Regions from separate parts of the Gossypium hirsutum genome. Here region 2 is linked to region 1. Evidence: chromatin contacts called from public Hi-C data. All regions are on one chromosome and are shown on one strand. Each heading gives the region's core, a stretch centred on a gene start, on an enhancer-like site or on the middle of the called end of the contact. The rest is flanking DNA. Distances are from core to core; before and after follow the strand shown.

The links. Hi-C and Micro-C count contacts between places; a contact is called where the count stands out from the background.
Region 2: a Hi-C map of leaf shows a contact between it and region 1, with 1.8 times the contacts expected there. The contact joins two enhancer-like sites. A contact is called at or near these places in 8 of 34 Hi-C or Micro-C datasets (hypocotyl, leaf, petal and 1 more).

The regions. Positions count from the first base shown.
Region 1 is chrD01:12,772,246-12,775,032 of Gossypium_hirsutum_v2.1, reverse strand. No RefSeq gene overlaps it. Among protein-coding and RNA genes, the nearest start is that of LOC107921715, 35 kb to the left of the region's middle. Within about 2 kb of position 1,257, at least 9 of the 9 cell types and tissues checked have an H3K27ac peak or open chromatin away from gene starts, as enhancers often do.
Region 2 is chrD01:12,834,260-12,836,959 of Gossypium_hirsutum_v2.1, reverse strand. It overlaps the pseudogene LOC107920935. Among protein-coding and RNA genes, the nearest start is that of LOC107921715, 27 kb to the right of the region's middle. Within about 2 kb of position 1,384, at least 4 of the 9 cell types and tissues checked have an H3K27ac peak or open chromatin away from gene starts, as enhancers often do.

The sequences.
Region 1 (2,787 bases), core at 8-2,507:
ATAAAATTAAAATTACCACCATATTATGTAGATGTGGAACCAAGGCCACCAATCTGTCCATCAGCACTGCCACCAATCTCATCTGCTCTAAGCCCAGCTTGCGAATTGATGAGATTAGCCATAGAGCTTATAGAATTCCAGAAATTCTAACATTTTTTAATCTACCTCCCTTTTCCTTGAACGTGTGATTAGGCGAAGCTCCACCACGACTATTACCAACTTTATTATCAGAACCACGCCCTCTTGAAATAGAAAAAGATTTATTAGTATTAACCAAAATATTTTTGTTATTACCCTTGAATGATTTTGACACATTATTTTCATTAATAATAACAACCGAATGGTGATTTGGGTCTAAAATATTAGCATCTAATTTGACCACAATTTCATTAGGGCCTTCGAACATGGGATTATTGAGAATCAACTTATTCCTCGCATTTTTTGAATAACCCAATTGCACTTCCACAAGTTCCTATCCTAATATATCATTAGGAGAAATCCCACCAAAACATTGCTTATCCAAATTAATATTTTTTCCATTCAAACACATGCTGTCCAGTCCACTAGGACTTAACCCATCATGCGCTAATGGACCAGCCTGCCCAGGCCGCCTATCCTCTACTGGCCCACTAAGCTTCTCACTCAACTGCTCGTTCATCCTTGCGTCATCCACCTTTGTTTGTGCCAAGCCTGCAGATAGAAGGAGAGAAATAGAATTAGAAAAGGTTAATTTATTTCTCAAGTCCTTATCATTTTGAAAAGACCCATCCGACACCAGAGGCATTTTCCCAACGATTTAAGACTAACATCACCCTTAACCTGGCCCGTCCTAACAATCCCTGGCTTGCTAGTACTTGAACCCAAAGTAGGCCCACTTGAAGACGTAAAACATGCCTCATCACCACAGCCTACTTCCACAGCAGAGCCCAAATCCCCTCTAGAATTAACCCTAGCTTTATTACACCTCATAACCATAGTAGCACTACCAGCTTCTTTCTCCACCGAAAAACTCCTATCAGACCCTCCTAAATCACCACCTGAGAGATCCTCCACAATTAATAGCGAAAATCTAGACCCCAACATATTCTTTCCTCATTTTGCTACCCCATTAACTCGAGAATCCCGTCGACCACGCCGTGATTTCCTCTCGACCAACATCCACGGCCCGTAATCAATTCTATTCCCTTCACCATCTTCACCGACATCATCTCTGGAAGACGCCACCACCGCATCCATAGAGCTCTCCGAAACCGAATTCACCCCACTGACGGGCAAAACTCCTTAACGTGACCATATTTTTTGCAACAGAAGCAAACCGTTGGGAGTGCCTCATACTCAGCCCGTTGAACCGTGCCATCAACCAAAACTTGAGAGACTAGTGGTTTATTGAGATTGATAAACATTGCCAAGCGGGCAAACCATCCTCTGGTTTTGTTATCAGTTTGTAAATCTAATTTGACGACTTTTTAGATTAGTCCTCCAATAGCTTCAATGATTTTTTGTTTGTATAGGTAACTCGGAAGACCCGACAATCGAATCCAAGCCATCACTACGCTAGGGTAAGGCTGTGCTTGATTAAACGTTTTTCGTCCACGGTTGCAGAGTAAGGTATTACTCGAATATGATCCATGGACCCTGGGTTAATACTTTGTTATAATCTTCAATATCCTAAAACTTAACCAAAAAATATCCATTAGTGATATCCATTAGATGAAAAGGTTTTGCAGGTTTCTAGAGATTAAAGATACGATTGTGAAGTACGTCATAACCAATGTTACACCCTAACAGCTTGAGAATGACCGTCAATTCCATCTCTTTGAACAGGATTTCCTTAATGAAATCCGAGAAGGCGATTGCCGGAATCCCATTAACCATGGACATATTCACATCCCCTTCCAATAATTCAAAATCACTCTCATTCTTTCCGAAAATCCCTTCAAGGTTCCCATCAGAGGAGTCAACACCTCCCTTTAAAAGCTTGTCTTTAAAAGACATAATCAGCAGTTGACCAGAATCAACAACCAAATTAGTGGCTTCCCCATCAATAGCTTCCTTGAATCTTACTTTTTTGGTATTTTGGTCACCATTAGCGCAAGGATCTCTATCAATATCGTTGCCGAAATTTTGCGTCTCCATCGAAACTCAAAAACTACCCTCTATAATAACTTTTAAAATTAGAGTGAATTTAAAAAGATACTATACTTATTTAACATTTGATGATATGTCTAGCAACAAAAAAATTTAACAATAATTGCATCTTTCCATAATATAATAAGAACAATAATTGCATGACTCGACTATTTTGCATAAGGTAATTGTTATGGATGAGATAGAAGCCAAAGCAAAAACAAAAAAAAAAAATACATTTTGATTGATTGAAAAAAAAGTAAAGAATTTAATTATAAATAATATATTTATCTTGATAAATATTATATTAATTTAATATTAAAGTGATTAAATTTAATTATAGTTGAACTCTCTAAACTCTACTTATATAAAGAGAGCCTTGGGTCATTATTACACACATTTGAATTTAAGAGAAAGTTGTAGAGAGAAAATTCTCTGAAAAGATTATTTCAAAAAACTTCTAGAGATATTTTTCTTATTTACAACTTAACCAAAAGTTTAGAGAAATTAAAAAATTACTCCACTAGTAATTTTTGTGAAAATTTTTTTTGATTTGAAACGAGCCCACACTCGGTAGACGTAAGCTTGAGGATAGCAGAGAAGACTACTCGGTCTAAATGCTCATCCTAAATGAATCGAAAAGGTACAAATTTGATTAAT
Region 2 (2,700 bases), core at 135-2,634, 62 kb before region 1:
CTTGACGGCGACATAGTTTCCGTAGCTTGGTGACAGTTCTCCTTTATAAACCGTGCCGAAAGCCCCCCTTCCTAGCTCTTCTTTGAATCCGTTTGTGGCTTGTTCAAGCTCTTTGTATGTGAATGAACGCAGATTAGTCTCTAAATCTCCTCTGCTATGACTATGAACACCATCCAAGTGTTGTAGCCGTCTTCGGTATAAGCAAAAGAATATCAAGGCAATTGCAGCTAAAAAGGAGAAGTTGAAGATTGCTGAGGTACCTAAGAGAACTGAAAGGATCAAAATAGCAGCATTCCGATTTCCATCGCTTGGTTTAGGAGTGTCAGGGCTTCTCCTAGAGGCATTTGACTTTGGTACCTTAAATAGGGCCGTTCTGTCAATATCTACTCTGTTAAACCGCCCATTTGAGAGTGGTAATTTCTTTTTCCAACAAGTTCCAGTTCCATCTGGACTTAAAGATGGATCCTGTAAAATGGCAACTGCACAAGTACAGTCAAGAAGGCAAGATTGCCTACATTCGAACTCAGTTGCTGGCTGCAATATGCCATAGTCACTGAAAGGGAAATCTGCAAATAATATTGACCTGAATTCAAACCGATCTTCCTCTACGGTGGACCCGTCTGGGTTGCAATCTTCAGCGGAGCTTGTATAATCTTGTTTGCAGCCAATGTGTGTATTCTTTTCATCCAAAAAGGAAAATCCAGGGGGACATGTGCAATTAGGCCTCCCATTGACAGGCTCACAAATGCTGTTATATCCGCATGGTCCAGTTCCAAGTCTAGCTGTACTGTCGACAAAGCTCGAGCAAATATCGTCCGGCTTAAACCACAAGACAGACCAGCTTCTACCACCAGCACTAGGGTTCCTTGGATAAGAATAGAGAGTAAAAACTCCATCAAAACCAAGTGTTGCCCTGTAGTAGTATGATTCTGGTTTCGGAACAGTGTTTATTGGTGCAAGGTTGATTATACTTCCACTTGAATTCAGATATTGAATACGCCCCGTGCCGTTGAAGATCAACCGAGAACCATCCCCGAAACTATAATAATTATTGTAAGGTTTTTTGGTGAACATATCAATTTGGTTAAGTATGAAAGATCCTTGGTTAAAACGAAGTTGATATTTCCCCTTACTGTAGTTTGCTTCAGCCAGAACTGATGAAAGACTCTGATTAACATCCAATTCTTGTGAGGGTAAGATGGTATCCGTTGGATATTTGAAGCTTTCCCATATGTTGCCTGAGTTTTGACTCGATATCACAAAGTTCCCTGTATCAAGCATGGCTGCATGAGATACTTGAGAATCATTAGTAAGGCTTTGGGACCTCCACAACTCTTTGTTTCCAGGGTCTTTAAGCACAAGATGGCCGGTCCCGGTAAGCTCGACCTTTGAATTTCGAGCTGCTACTGCTGGAGTCTCCCTATAATTAGCATACCAGACGATGGTTGTCTCTGGTATGCTAGCATACCAAATTGCAAGAAGGAAGAGATGTTCTTGGCCCTGAATGGCAATAAAACCCAAGGCAAAATCACCGGAGGGGGATCGCCATGCCGTGTTTGTACCATCGGCAGATAGAAAACCACCTACGCTTACATTGCTTTGAGCTTCAACTGTTGCAAAAATCCAGGAGATGGTTATAAAGATGAGGAGCAAGAGTTGAGTAGGAGAAAATGCTGAGATCATTGGATGTTTCTCACAGTGAGTTTCAAGAATGATTCTTAAAAATGAAGATTATGGAATCATATATACATAGAGAGAGAGAGATTCTGAGTAGGGGTGAGCATTCGATCGAATCGAATCGAATCGAATCGAAAATTTTCGAGTTAATCGAGTTTTCGAATCTCATTTTATCATCTTAACTTTATTTGAAGTTTTCTCAAATCGAGTCGAGTGAGATGGAATTCGAATCGAATATATTTGTTCGAGTTAAATTTTAAAAAATAATTTTGGATTCTTGTAACCATTGTACCCATCGTAATAAAATTTGTCCACCTTAATCAAATTTTTTATTAACTTTCATCACTTCATAATTTATTTATTAATTTTTTATATATTGGTTAGCTTCTTTGCTTGCTTAGTTGTTTCAATTGTCTTCAAATTCTTATCACTATGTATTTTAGAATTAAAAAATATATTAAATGTAAAAATATGATTTTTTAATAAAAGTTATTTTAAAAATAAAATGTGAAATTGATACCAATATAAAGTTTTAACACGAATATTTTATGGCATAATTAATAATTCAATTTTAATATAAATATTCAATATGACTAAACAATTCAATAATATAAATAATATAAAATGTGAAATTTAATTTAATAATATAAATAGTAGATATAAATAAAATTATTACTATTTATGTTTAGTGATTTTTTTTGGATAATTTTGATTTTTTATTTGAGAGTAAAGGGTGATAAGTAAAAGTTTAGGGGAAAAATAAAAAGTTTTGGGAATAAAAGTTTGAGGGAAAGTAAATAGGGGAGTAAAATTTTAGAGGGAAAATATTAAAAAGAAAATTGGAGGGGGGAGGGTTTGGGATAGATGGGAGGTGAGATGGGAAGGGAATAAAAGTTTTAGGGGAAAAATGGGAGGGAGTAAAAATTTTGGGGGAAAATAAAAGGTTTTGAGGGTTTTTGAGAGTAAAATTTTGAAAAAAAAATAAATGGGAGAGTAAAATTTTGGTGGGAAATGGATTTTGGG